Linked DNA regions of Ovis aries: region 1 is linked to region 2. Evidence: chromatin contacts called from public Hi-C data. All regions are on one chromosome and are shown on one strand. Each heading gives the region's core, a stretch centred on a gene start, on an enhancer-like site or on the middle of the called end of the contact. The rest is flanking DNA. Distances are from core to core; before and after follow the strand shown. Region 1 holds the start of MDN1 (midasin AAA ATPase 1). Region 2 holds the start of MAP3K7 (mitogen-activated protein kinase kinase kinase 7).

Evidence for each region. A called contact is a pair of places that touch in the nucleus more often than the background predicts.
Region 1: a Hi-C map of hypothalamus shows a contact between it and region 2, with 8 times the contacts expected there. The contact joins the promoter of MDN1 here to the promoter of MAP3K7 in region 2. A contact is called at or near these places in 4 of 16 Hi-C or Micro-C datasets (hypothalamus, liver, muscle and 1 more).

What each region holds. Positions count from the first base shown.
Region 1 is chr8:47,765,988-47,772,998 of ARS-UI_Ramb_v3.0, forward strand. MDN1 (midasin AAA ATPase 1) reads left to right here and starts at 4,898. Exons shown (of 102, transcript XM_012182781.4): 1 at 4,898-5,140. The coding sequence starts at 5,039.
Region 2 is chr8:47,032,343-47,038,731 of ARS-UI_Ramb_v3.0, forward strand. MAP3K7 (mitogen-activated protein kinase kinase kinase 7) reads left to right here and starts at 1,686. Exons shown (of 18, transcript XR_009601626.1): 1 at 1,686-1,980. LOC121820172 (a long non-coding RNA gene) reads right to left here and starts at 1,405. Exons shown (of 4, transcript XR_009601631.1): 1 at 1,027-1,405.

The DNA.
Region 1 (7,011 bases), core at 3,648-6,147, 740 kb after region 2:
CTCTCTGGAGAACACAGCATATGTGCCTCAAAAATAAAGCCTTCCAGCAAAGTTATCTTCCAGAAAAGAATAACCTTATAATTTAAGCCTTCCAAAGTCTCTCATTGTTACTGGTACTCTCTTAAATACTTTACATTGAACAGAAAGTAGTATTCGGATTAAAAATATTGCTTGGGGAATTCCCTGGTGGTCCAGTGTTTAGAATTCTGTGCTTTCACTGCTATGGCTTGAGTTTATTCCCTGGTCACTGAAGGAACTAAGATCTTGCAACTAAGATTCTGCAAGCCCTGGCAAGGAAGGTGGGGTTGGGAGGTGGGAACTACCTGTAAAAATATTTGCTTCAAAAGACCTCATTGCCAATTTGGTAAACTTACAGAAGCCAGCTGAAGGAATCAATATTTTTCTTAGGGAAATGGAGTAGTGTAAAACAGTTACATCCTTTATGGAGTCTGGACTCACAATTGCAAATCTTGCTAAAGTAAAAGCAATTTCTGAAGAAGATGTTTATGTAACTAGGAGATACAATGTTAAGGGGGATAAAAGTACAATGAAAGAATTAGAAAAAGAATATACATATATTTTGCTTGTTTTCATATAGCAACACTTGAAGGATAAATTAGAACCTTATAAAAAACATACCATATGGAACCGGAAGCCACCATTTAAGTATTTTTACTTAAATAAAAAATTATTTCCACATAAAAATATTAAATGGTGTCTTCAGGTACTGTATGGTACCTTTTTTTTTATTAGGTTCTAATTAATCCTTCAAGTGTTGCTATGTAAAAACCAAGTAAAATATATGTATATTCTTTTTCTAGTTCTTTCATTGTACTTTTATCGCCCTTTATCTCCTAGTTACATAAACATCTTCTTCAGAAATTGCTTTTACTTTAGAAAGATTTGCAATTGTGAGTTCAGACTCCATAAAGGATGTAACTGTTATGCATGGTTTTTCTTCCTTTTTTAAAATTACAGTTTCATTGAGATAAAATTCACATACCGTATATTTTAGCTATTTAAAGTGTTAAGTTTGCCTTTTTATAAACTTTTAAACTATAGAAGAGTTTCATATATTAAAAGATTGAGTTAAATCAGGAAGAAAAAACATTTACATGGAAAATAAATCTAAATAATGAAACTGTGTAAACAAAAGAAATATAACCACATAGACAATTATTTCAAGTGACATATGACTACAGTGCTCTGACTGTATATCATGAGTGGGATATATTTCTAAGGACAAAAAGAACTGCAAAGAAATCTTATAACTCAAGCAGCAGTTTTATTGTTAGTATTAATGTTGTCATTTTGAAACTATTTTTGTATCTTGTGGAAGAAATATGTAATATTTTAATATTTTTAGGAATTAAGATATTTATTGAAAGAGAAAAGAGATCCAAGGATAAAATAAAAAACATTAGGGGAGAAAACTTACACTATTTTACACGAATTGGAAATGTCAGCATGAGCTCTTGATTTTTTAAAATACATATTCCTTATTTCTGTTCCTTAAAGGGTTTGGAAGCAATGATACCTCGATTGCAATATGTCATGAACACACTTAAGACTCAAACTCCTTGTAGTCTGGACAGGTCAGCACCAAAGGGCAGAGAGGAGGATGAAGAAGGAGAGAAGGAGGGGGAATCTATCTAAAGGAACAAGTGCAAGATACTCAGTATCCTAAATGTGGGTAAGAGGCTAGGCTTAACAATTCCAGTGTTAGTATTATAAAAATTCTGTTACTCAACTAATTCAAATGAAAGTGCTCTGGAAAATTCTGTTAGAAATCTCAAAAAGTGCATCAGCTGTGGTAAATAGAGATGACTGGAAATTATTTGCCACTCCTCCATTGAGAAATGAAGTCTAATTTCCAGTCCCTTGAATCTGGACTGGCTTTAGCGACTTGCTTGACCATATGATGCAAGGACAGGGATGTTTTAGGACTTCTAAGACCTTGCAGTTTCTATCCAGGCTTTTTGGAGATCTCTCTCTTCTCGACCTCAAATGGTCATGTAAGCATTCCAGCTTAAAGTTCCAGCTGAGCTCAGCCTTCCAGCCATCCCTGCCAAGATACAAGATGTGTGAGTGAACCTATCTTGGACCCACCAGATTAGGCCATTGACTAACTCAATACAACTGAATGCCCTCAGTCAATATCCCATGGAAGACAAGAATTGCCAGCAGAGCCCTGCTCAAATTCCTGAACCTCCCTATTTTAAAGTATTGGTGGCGCTAGTGATTGGTAAAAAACCTGCCTTCCCATGCAGAAGACATGCGTTTAGTCCTTGGCTTGGGAAGATCTACTGAAGGAGGGCATGGCAACCCACTCCAGTATTCTTGCTTGGAGAATCCCATGGACAGAGGAGTCTGGCAGGCTACAGTCCATAGGGCTGCAAAGAGTCGAACATGACTGACGTGACTTAGCACACACACACATAAAATAGTTGGTGTTTTAAGTCAGTATAATTTAATAATTTGTTACAAATAGTTAGATTACTGGAACAATTATGGCAATGACAGAATAAAACTGCAGAGTTTTATTAAAATTGTTACATAAAATATGAGAATGGAAGGCCAGAGAAAGACTTTGATGAATTTAAATTAGTAATTGCTCCCATTTATAGCATATAGTTAAACTCCTTTCAGTATTTTAAACCCCATTTAAATGTAATGCATTTCATCTGTTTTTTAAACACTTCATACTTGTAGGACAAACACAAAAACTGATAAGTAAAACATTCCTAAGGGTTACTGAGTTTAAGCTCATTACTACTATGACACATGACAGGCCAATAATCAAGAGACCAGTTGTTGGAGCAAGGCATAACAGCTTAATTTGGAAAGCCAGCAGAGAAGATGGTGAACTCATGCCCCAAAGAACCATCTTGCCTGAGTTAGAATTCAGGCTCCTCTTATACTAAAAGGGGAGGGAGTGAAGTCAAACACTTCCTGGTTCCCATCAGCCTCTGGAGGGGATGTGTTCATTTCTTCCTCTCTATAGTCATTCAAAAGTAGGTCTGGTCAAGATGTTTCCTATGAGCTAAAAAACAGTATCTTAGCTTAATGCTCATTACCTGGAAGCAGGGTTCCCAGAGATGGACCATTATTTATAATTTAAACTTACAGGCAACAGCTCTTTTATGATTAACTTGTAATAGAATACAAAAGATTGTTGGGTATTACATAAGTACGTAAACATGTAGTGAAACCTCAAGTTCTTTCAAACATTGTAATACTTTAACATTGGTCAATGTCTCTGTCTTTTCAACTTAAAATCAAAGGTCTATGAACATGGTAAACTTACCTGCATTTCAAAGTAATATATCCACCCAGAATGGGAAATCCAGGGGAAACTTGGAATACAGTACATTCGTGTCCAGTCACTCAGTCATGTCCAACTCTTTGTGACCTAATGGACTGTACCCTGCCAAGCTCCTCTGTCCATGGGATTCTCCACAAGAATACTGGAGTGGGTTGCCATTTCATCTTCCACGGGACCTTCCCAACCCAGGGATCAAAACCCCACCTCCTGCGTTGGCAGGCGATTCTTTACCATTGAGCCACCTGAGAAGACCTTGGAACGCAGTACTTAGACATATATCCTCAATTTTAAAGAAAAAAGCAAATAAATTATGGCTTTTATATCTATCAGAGTAACCACCACACCGGGGTTGATAATGAAATATTTCCATCACCCTAGGAAGTTCCCTGCAGTCAAAAGCAACCACTGCTCTGACTTTGTCATTATTTTGGCTTGTTCATGAATGAATTTGACATAAATGCACTTTTAATTTTATGTACTCTTCTACTCCACTCTTCACAGTGCCTTTAGAATATTCAGTGTCCTATATACCATACTTTCATTCCCATGTCATGTCAATGAAAATAATCAATGATTTATAATAAGAATAGAAACAAGTTTTATTTCAGCCAAACTAAGGACTAGCCCAGAAGCCAGCTTCCCAGATGACTCTGTGAAGCTGCTCCAGAGAAGCGTGGGTTCCAGGACAATTTTATACCTTGTCAAAACAAAGAACATTAAATAAGACAGGGTTACAGTTCTTCAAGGTTTAAAACACACACACACACACACACTACATTTCTTCAAAGTTTAAAACACACGCACAGACATTACATTTCTTCAAGGTTTAAAACACACACACACACCAGCAAGTATATGAGAGTCCCCATGGCCTGGGCACCTGGAAAAGGAAATCATCATCAAAGCAGGACCAGCATTAGCCTCCCAGAAAGAAAGGCATTTAATCTTTATTTTTAACATGGGCATTCTTTACCTCTTGTCAGCGTGCTCTTCTCTTTAATAATTAAAGCACATATACAATTTGTTTGATAGGCCAAAAAGAGGCTATTTTCCTTAACTCATGTATAACCCAAAATGACTTTTCTGTATCTCAACATGCGAAAATTTCTTTTATCACCCATCTTAACACTTATATCCAGTATTTATAATAAGACTGCTGCGAGGGCTCTCTATGCTTGTTACACTTGTGTGTGAATTTCCACAGGCCAACCGTCTAAAAGAGGAGTTTAGAGGGGGTAAATTTGCTTTTCATTCCTAGCTGATCCTTTTGCCTGCTGACGCAGAGGGAGGCATGGCGGGCTGAGGATCGTAGGCACACGGCCCTAAGGGCCCCCTAGCTTCTCCTGAATTGCTGTCACGCCACCCTTTGTCGCCGGATCAACCATCATTGTAACCGTTAACCTCCACCAGCAAAAGCTATTTCTGATGGAGTCTATGCCGGAACTATATAGATACTGACGCCCCGCGTTTCCGGTGCCGAGGAGGCGGGCCGCGATCGCCGGTTGGTGCGGTCGCGGACTGATGATGCAGAGCGCCGCGTGCTCCCCCCCACGTGTGCTGCTGCCGCTCTCTAGGTAGTGGCGAAGCAGCGGCAGCCGCTTTCACTGGAGACGCAGTTGGTGGCAGTTCCGGCGCCAGGACCTCAGCGGCTCGGGGGTTCTTAGCGCGAAGCAAGGAGCGCCTGTGGCCGCCCGGGGCGGAGGACCCGTGATCATGGAGCACCTCTTGCTGGAGGTAGCGGCCGCGCCGCTGCGGTTAATCGCTGCCAAGAATGAGAAGAGCCGCAGCGAGCTGGGCAGGTTCTTGGTCAAGCAGGTAAGAGAAGGAACGGGAGGGAAAGAATTGGGCCGTCCCCTCACCGCCTGGCGCGTGCCCCATGGCCCTGCGCGAAGACGCAGGGGACCGGAGATCCGTGTCTTGTCACTCTGGCCCCCTCCCCAAGGCTGGCCAGTGGCGGAGGCGTCCGCGCGCATTTGAGGAGCCTGGAAGGAGCCTTTTGTTTTTCTGTGGGAGAGTCTTCCCTTCTCTCCACCGATTTATTTCCTTGCAGCACCCTGGCTGCGTGCGCCAAACATGACCTTCAGAGAAAAACGTGGTTTTTTGTGTTTCTTTTTTTGGTAGTTGAGGTTGCGTGTTTGCCCTTTTGACATTTGTATTATTTAAGCTTGCCGACAAGTCCAGCCACCTCTGTTAGCTTGGGTGGGTATTTCCTTTCTGCCTTGTTCTGACTTTCCTGCCCACTGACAAGTATTAATTGTATTCCTGCTGGGAGTAAGACACAGTGTGGCACTTTGCGGATACAGATAAATTCGTTATGGTCTCAGACCCCCAAGGTATTTCGTGTCTATTTTTGGAGACTTTCATAAACACAGGATACAACTGATGGGCCAAGCGAGACAGCGAGGGCATAATTCATAAGCCATAGGAATTATGAATTAGTTTTCTGGAAAATGGGTGCTCTGGCCTTTTAAGAGCCTTCTCCCGTTGACCTCCCGCTATCTGAGTTGAGGATCCTTATCACGCATTTTTTCACCTGGCGTTTTAACTTTCTATTTTATGCTTCCCCACCACACCTGTGAGCTTGAGAGTAGGGGGAAATTTTTTTTTTTTTTTTCCCCTAACTCCTGTATCTAGAAGATAGACATCCTATTGCTAAGGAAGCAACAGCAGTTTTTCGGGTCTGGAGAGGCCTGGAGCTAACAGAGAGACGTATCTGATGACAAATTGAACGTGTGTGGCAAAGGGGAGGGAGGAGTGGAAGATATTCCTGGGGTTATCTGGCCTGTGATTTCCCCCAAGGAAGGGATCGTTAACATTAAGGGAGAGGTCTGGAAAGAAAACTGACTTTTGATGGGCTGGACTAATGAAAAAATCAATTTATATGAGCTGAAGTTGTGGTGACAGGCTCCTGAACTATGTATTATGGCTAGAAGCATTCTTCTGTAAGTGGGTTTGCATTTAAAGCAGAGGTTCTGAAGCTGGGGATCATGGACCACTGACAGCAGGAGGTTTGTTTATGGTTCTTCGCAGTAATTGGATGGAAAATTAGTGCTTATGTATTGGGAGTAAAATGAGGAAATGGTTCATAGCCTTTTAAAAAAAAGAGAATCTGAGATTCTGAAGCATGGGAACCACTCAGGTGGATTCTGAGACTGTATATAGTAATGTTGAGGGACTTGAAAGCTACTAGAAAGTTCAATTGAATTAAGATTCCGGCCACCTGTGCTTTCCATTTGTCTCTCCTCTGTCTCAGATTCTATCCAATCTGAATAATGTCTTTCAGGTTTGCTCCTTTTTATTTTCAGTAGTGATTTCAAGCTTTTCACACAGATAAGAGTTGATTGTGTTGTCATCCTGTTTTTCTCCTATTTGGGGAAACTGATTTTTACTGGAGAGCAAAGACCTTTTTTTTCCACCACTGAACCTCATGATTTTAGTTCCCCCTGCCAGAAATTGAACGTGGGCCCTGGACAGTAGAAGCATGGAGTCCTAACCACTAGACCACCAGGGAACTCCCAGCAAAGATTTTGAAACCTTACTTCTCATGGAGTTTGGGATCTGAAATAAATTTTTAGGATGTGCTTCCTTTGTTCTTCATCTCAGCTGGTGACACCCCCGTCTCTCTGTCCAGTCCCTTGTTACAGAAAACTGAGTGTTCTCAACTCTTTTCGCTCCTTTTCCGTCGC
Region 2 (6,389 bases), core at 436-2,935:
CTGCCCATGGAATTTCCCAGGCGAGAATACTGGAGTGGGTTGCCATTTCCTTCTCCATTCTATTTGGTTATTAGTGCACTAATTAAGCATCATTTTGTTGTAATACACATAGAAATAAAGCTCTGATTTCTCACTTGGACAACTGAGTAAACAATGGGATCCTTCATGGAGACAGAAAATGCACACAAAGAATATATATGTAGTGGGTGATAACTTCTGAATTTGTTTTTGGAATCTTAAAGTTCATATGCTAAGTTACGTCTAAACAGAGATGTCCAGTAGGTCCAGAATTCAGGAAAAATTTGAAAACTGGGAGAGATTGTGAGTTATCATCATAAAAGTGGTCAATACCCTGGGTAAGATCACCCAGAGATTGCTCTGTGAAAGAAATTATTCTTCCATTCTCTTACCCATTCACCAAATTATCATTGTTATTAACACTACAAATAAAAAAACGACACCCTGTCTTCCAGGAGGTCATAACTTCTTAATTGCCAAATTCAATGACCTATTGGCAATCCCAATGTTGGTTAGCTATTCCTTACTTGAAAAACTGTCCGCCACTGATATTGCCATCACCATTCCCCTCACTTTCTCCTTTCTGACTGTTCCCTTTTTGGTCTCCTACTGAGATAGAACTTGACCTTCACAACGTTTCATTCTTAAACCTTCATCTCTAACTCCAATTTTCCCAATTAGCCTTTAGGTCAAACTGACTGATGCTTAACAGATAGTTTAAAAGTAAAAATTGTGTTGACAGTACAACGCAGGAAATACTTCTCACCTTGGAAATATACTGAGCTAGGTGCTTGTGAGAATCATAATTGATTTACTCCAGAGCCTGTCTACTCCTGTCCTGAAAATGGCAACAAAAATATTTAATTTGCAAGGCTACTGTTAATGATAAAATAGGGATACATAAATGCAAAGCATCCAGCACAAAGCACTGCACTCCGACATGTACCAATACATCCTATATGTTCAAATGAAAGACAAATTATGCCAAATCATAAATATCTACCTTACCTAAAATTAACTTCTGTTCGTGAGCCTATATTGTATTATTCAGGTTACATACGCTGGCTCGCTGTGTATTATTTTCTTTAGAATCTCTGATAGCATCAGGGACTGGCTCAAAGTAACAGTAGCAATCGCTTCCCTCCAAACACAAAATACATTTTCCTAGGCTTTTGAAGAAATAGTGCAGTTTAGCTTAGGAGTGAAACTGCATAGTAAGCTTCATCACAAAAACTCAATCCAATACTACCCCGTCCATCTGCAGGTCTCTGACAGAAAAGGGAGCGGGGTCAAAACATACTTCACCCAGCAAGGCTGAAACTGTAGCTTTTATCTTTCCCGCTGGTTCCTAAAGGACCAACCGTACTGAGATTCCATCGTGCTCTGCGCCACTTCCGTTCGCGCGTTTTAATTACGTCACATGTCAGCTCTCGCGGTATCATCACTTTGCTGAAGGCCCTTAATAAAGGTCTCGCGAAATTTGTCTCTCAGGTCCAAACTAGCCTCCCACCCTCCCCAACTCCACCCCTGCGCCACCCCACCCCCAACCTGTCCTTCCTTTCTCTGTCTCAGTCACCGAATTCTCCCCTCCCCTCCCTTGATCTCAAGGCCCTCCTCTTGTTTCCGATTTCTGGCCGGAACCGGAAGTTTGGTGGGCGGGGCCGGGCGGCGGAAAACGCAGCTGAGCCGGAGCCGGGACTCGGCTGTGGCCGCTGTCCCTGTCCCCGCCACGGATCGCCGTGGCTCCAGGTTGAAGGTCGGTCCGGAGGCGGGTGGGCGCGGGTCTCCCCCGGACTGTCCGGGCGGCAGCCTTCCCGGGCCCCCCGGGCTCCGCGAGGGATCATGTCTACAGCCTCCGCCGCTTCTTCCTCCTCCTCGTCTTCCGCCGGTGAGATGATCGAAGCCCCCTCCCAAGTCCTCAACTTTGAAGAGATAGACTACAAGGAGATCGAGGTGGAAGAGGTGAGCGAGGCCCGGCACGGAGGCTCGAGCCCTGGCCTGTCCCGGTCTCTGCCTGGTCCTAACTCTTAAGGCGCCTCCCCAACCTTTCTATTTCTTGAGACCCACCCGGGAGTCTCCACACCCCACAGAGACCGGGTATAAAGGGGCTCTCCGCGTTCAGCTGCTCCGGGGTAGCTCTCTTTTTTTCTCCCTTTAGCACTCTTGAGTTTGGATTTAATATTCCGGTGCTTGGAGTTTGGGTCATCTCAAACGGAAAAGGATAAACTGGTGCGATCGTCTGGTCCACCAGTTCTAGAATCTGTAAGTAGTAAAATATATCAAAGACCATGGCCGTTTTGGAGTTTTAGTTCTCCAAAACATGGTGTTCTTAAGGGTCAAGGATTATATTATGTTCGACTTCTGGCTCAGCATCTGGCACGCAGTGGGTGCTCAATGGATGCTTCGTAAATTAATACATCCACAAGTCTAATAGTTTTTCCAAGTACCGAATAGCTGTTTTGCCGATTCCATAGAGCAGTAGTCATATTAAATGTTATTTAATAGCCTTCAATTAGACTAATTTAGGCTAATTTCACCAGTAGTAATGTAGACTGGTTTAGGATGAAAAAATGTTTCGAGTAGCATATTCTGAAGAAATAACGATTGATTTCAGTGACAACTAGAATGTGAGATCAAACCAGAAATCGCTGTTATAAAACCCGAATACATCCTTTATTCTGCAATATTTAAAATTATTTTGGAGCAAGGTAACAATGTGCCTTTAGCACGTTGCTTTTCAATGCACAGAGGTTGGTTGTATAGACCATAAAATTTAGAAAACTGAAAGCTATGTATATTTTAAAGACACTTTAGAAAGTATTAAAACTTTGGTTGGAAATAGTATTTATTATTTACCATTTGTTTATCATTTAAGAAATTTACTAAGTACCCTGCATTACATACACCCACGAGAATCCTGCATGTTCTCAAAGAATTATCTCTATTTTAAAAATTTTAAGTTACTTTTAGACAGTGGTAAGCTAAAAGTAGATAATTATCCTTCGACGAATAATTTTTTTTTTCTATGCATGTTTTGGAAGAATAATGGATTACTTTATTTTTACTTGCTTAAAATAATCTTAAAGATCGCTGAAAACAGCCTCATTTTACAAGATAGTGTAAGTGGGAAGAGCAAAACCTTTGGAGTTAGATGATGGTTCAGTGTATCAGCTATGCCATTTATTAGCTGCGTGATCTGGAGCAAGTTTCCTGACTAACATTTTTGAGCTTTAGTTTCCTTAACTATAAAATAATTATAATTTCTACTTCATTTTATTTGTATGAGACTTTATTAGGCAGTACATGCAAAACACCCAACTCAGTGCCTGACACACATTATTAGGAAACTGAGTTCCAGAAAGGAACTGTGACCTGCTTTAAGGTCATATGGCTAAAAGAAGGACCCATATTTTGGAAGGGGGGAGTTTTGTGTGTGTCTTTGTGTGTGTGTGTGTGTGTTTCTATTGAGACTATGATAAATTCTTTTTTCAGAATTGGATAGTTGATCCCGCTTTCATGGCTAACATTCTTTCTTTTTTAAGAATAAAAATTCGGTGAGTCAGTATAAAAGAATTGCAGTTTTTAAATAAGCATTTACGTCTACTCTGTGGCGAACTGCTTGCTATGCTTGTAGACTACAAATTGTTATATAATAATAACTTGTACTTCGTGGTCTACCAAATGTTTTCAGAGACTTACATCATCTGATTTTTACAACCTTAGTTTTCCCGCACTGCTTTCTGAAGCATTTTACATTCTTGGTTATGAGACTGTCCTTTAACTACTCTTCCCCCAAAGCTATTTAACTTCCTGTTTGGGTTCTGTTTCCAAAGACCCTTCTTTTAGTTTAGATGATGTTTCAACTATTCTTTAGTAGATTTAGGACATTCCTAAGGAGTAAATTTTTGTTTCTAGATGAAATTTTCTTACATTAGGTAGTCTTCTAATTTTGTTCTTTTCAGTTTTTATTACTCAGTTTATTTTCATGTTAAAGATTTGAACTTAGACCTTTCTAATGTTAAAACCATTACATAATTTTCATCATATTCTTTATTTTTACATTAAAGCAGTATTACTATATAATCTAGGAAGCACCATGGGCACTCATTATTTCTCAACTTAGATTCTGCTCTCAGCTTAAAATCATGAATAAGAGAAAGATGACTAGAAACAAAAAGTATTTTATATTGCTTTCATTATTTCATATGGTACCAGTATATTGCCTACAAATGAAGAAAATCATATTCTGTTTCTCAAATAACAGTGTAATTGAATCAGCATTATACTGATTCAGTTAGAAACTGTATAAAGAAAAATACTCTGACCATAGGCCAAATATGCACTCATTTCACAGATGCATATTTTTAAGGCATCAGCTGATTTTAATCCTTACATTTCTTATACCATGACTCAGTAATAGTCAGTGTGAAACTTTCTAAATTCAGTTTTGATATCAAATTATGTCAGGTCACAGCATTAGAAACCTATGTAGGTATTTTTTAAATTTTTTAAGTCATTTAACTCTTATCATTCTGGATCTGACTGAATTATGAGTTATGTATCAGTCCATTGGGGACTAGGTTGCAAGAAGTGATAGAGGCAGTGTGGTGTGGTTAAAATAAAAGTGTACTGGGCTGGGTATTTAGAAAATGTAGATGCCATACTGATTCTGCCATCATGTATTTCAATAACTTTGAGCAAGTAACATGATTTTTCTGAGCTTCTTGATTTCTCACGTAAAAAGAGAGATTGAACAAGATAATTTAAGGTTTCTTCCAGTTCTAAAATGAAATCACACTGTTTCACACTTTTTCTAGCATTTATGCTCTGTTTCCACAGTCAGCTTTAAGGACAGTGATCATGATGAAATGTAGTTTATGACTGCTGCTGCTGCTAAGTCGCTTCAGTTGTGTCCGACTCTGCAACCCCATAGATGGCAGCCCACCAGGCTCCCCCGTCCCTGGGATTCTCCAGGCAAGAACACTGGAGTGGGTTGCCATTTCCTTCTCCAATGCATGAAAGTGAAAAGTGAAAGTGAAGTTGTTAATCCTAATTAAATAGGGCAAACAATACTCCCGGTTTACAGATACTGACAACTAGTCATAGAGTTTGATTTGCCAGAAGCCTTATATCTAAGTACATGGTAGAGCAGGGAATTGAGTTTGAGATTTCACACTCCTGAGTCATTTGCTCTTTCCTCTTGGATTTATAAGGTACCTTTGGTTCTTTCTGAAGTTAGTTTGTAGCCAAACCTTATTGTAAGAATGGGAAACAAAATACCAATTTCATTTATAATAGCTGGTCTCCAGCACCTAATGAACATTCTTTTCTGTGCTAAAATTATGAAAGATGAGTGAAGAATCCTAAGGTTCTCTCCTTAAAAACTTGACTTATCCTGAGACTAGATTTTCAGAACCATAAATTAAAACTATGAATGTAATGTAAATTATACACTTAAGCAATAATTTGAAAGTAGAGTTTATCACAGAAGGCTCCATTTAGTGGGAAAAGATTTTGAAACTAGATTTTGAATAAAGTAAGCATCACAGATTGGGAAAGATACTAAAATGAACTCTTTGTAGTTGTTCCTCTGCCTCTAATGCTCTTTTCCCTAGAATTTCATTGACCTGTTCTCACCATTCAAGTCCCATTCAAATGGTGGTGCTGGTGGTGGTATATTTGTTAAATCGTGTCCACCTCTTGCGACACAGGGACTGTAGCCTGCCAGGCTCCTCTGTCCGTGGGACTCTCCAGGCAAGAATACTGGAGTAGGTTGCCATTTCCTTCTCCAGTGTTACTTCCTTCGAAAAGCTTTCCCTGAGCAACCTAGATCTTTGTCAGTTCTAATAGCCTTCATGATACTTAGCTGTCACTGAAAGTAGGTATCCCTCAGCAAAGTTTATCCTTATTCACACTTTAAACTCCAATGCCTGGCATCTAAAGATTTTCTATAAATAGTTGCTGAATGAGTAAATGAAGTTACTGCAGCATAATCATGAGAATTCTAGTGTCCATCTGGTTCTCTTTATGTGAGCTGGTCCTTTTATGTGATTAAACCAGAGGTTAAGATAAGTTAGTGATTTGACTAACACAGTATTTACACTAAAAATAAAATCTGATTCTCTTTGCAAATGTTGATTTCATTGCAATTAATTATACCTAGCAAATAGTTTGGTTTAACCAGGGGTAAAAGATTCTGCAGAGGGTCAGGTGCTATAACAATACAAGCCATGTATTAGTGGGCCTTTACTAAAATGCTAAAAAGACCCTGTTTGGCATGGTCACTTTTTAAAGGGGAGATCCACAGTGTTGACATTAAGAATAGCATATGTGCAATGCGCATATAATAATTGGATACTTTATATGTTCTT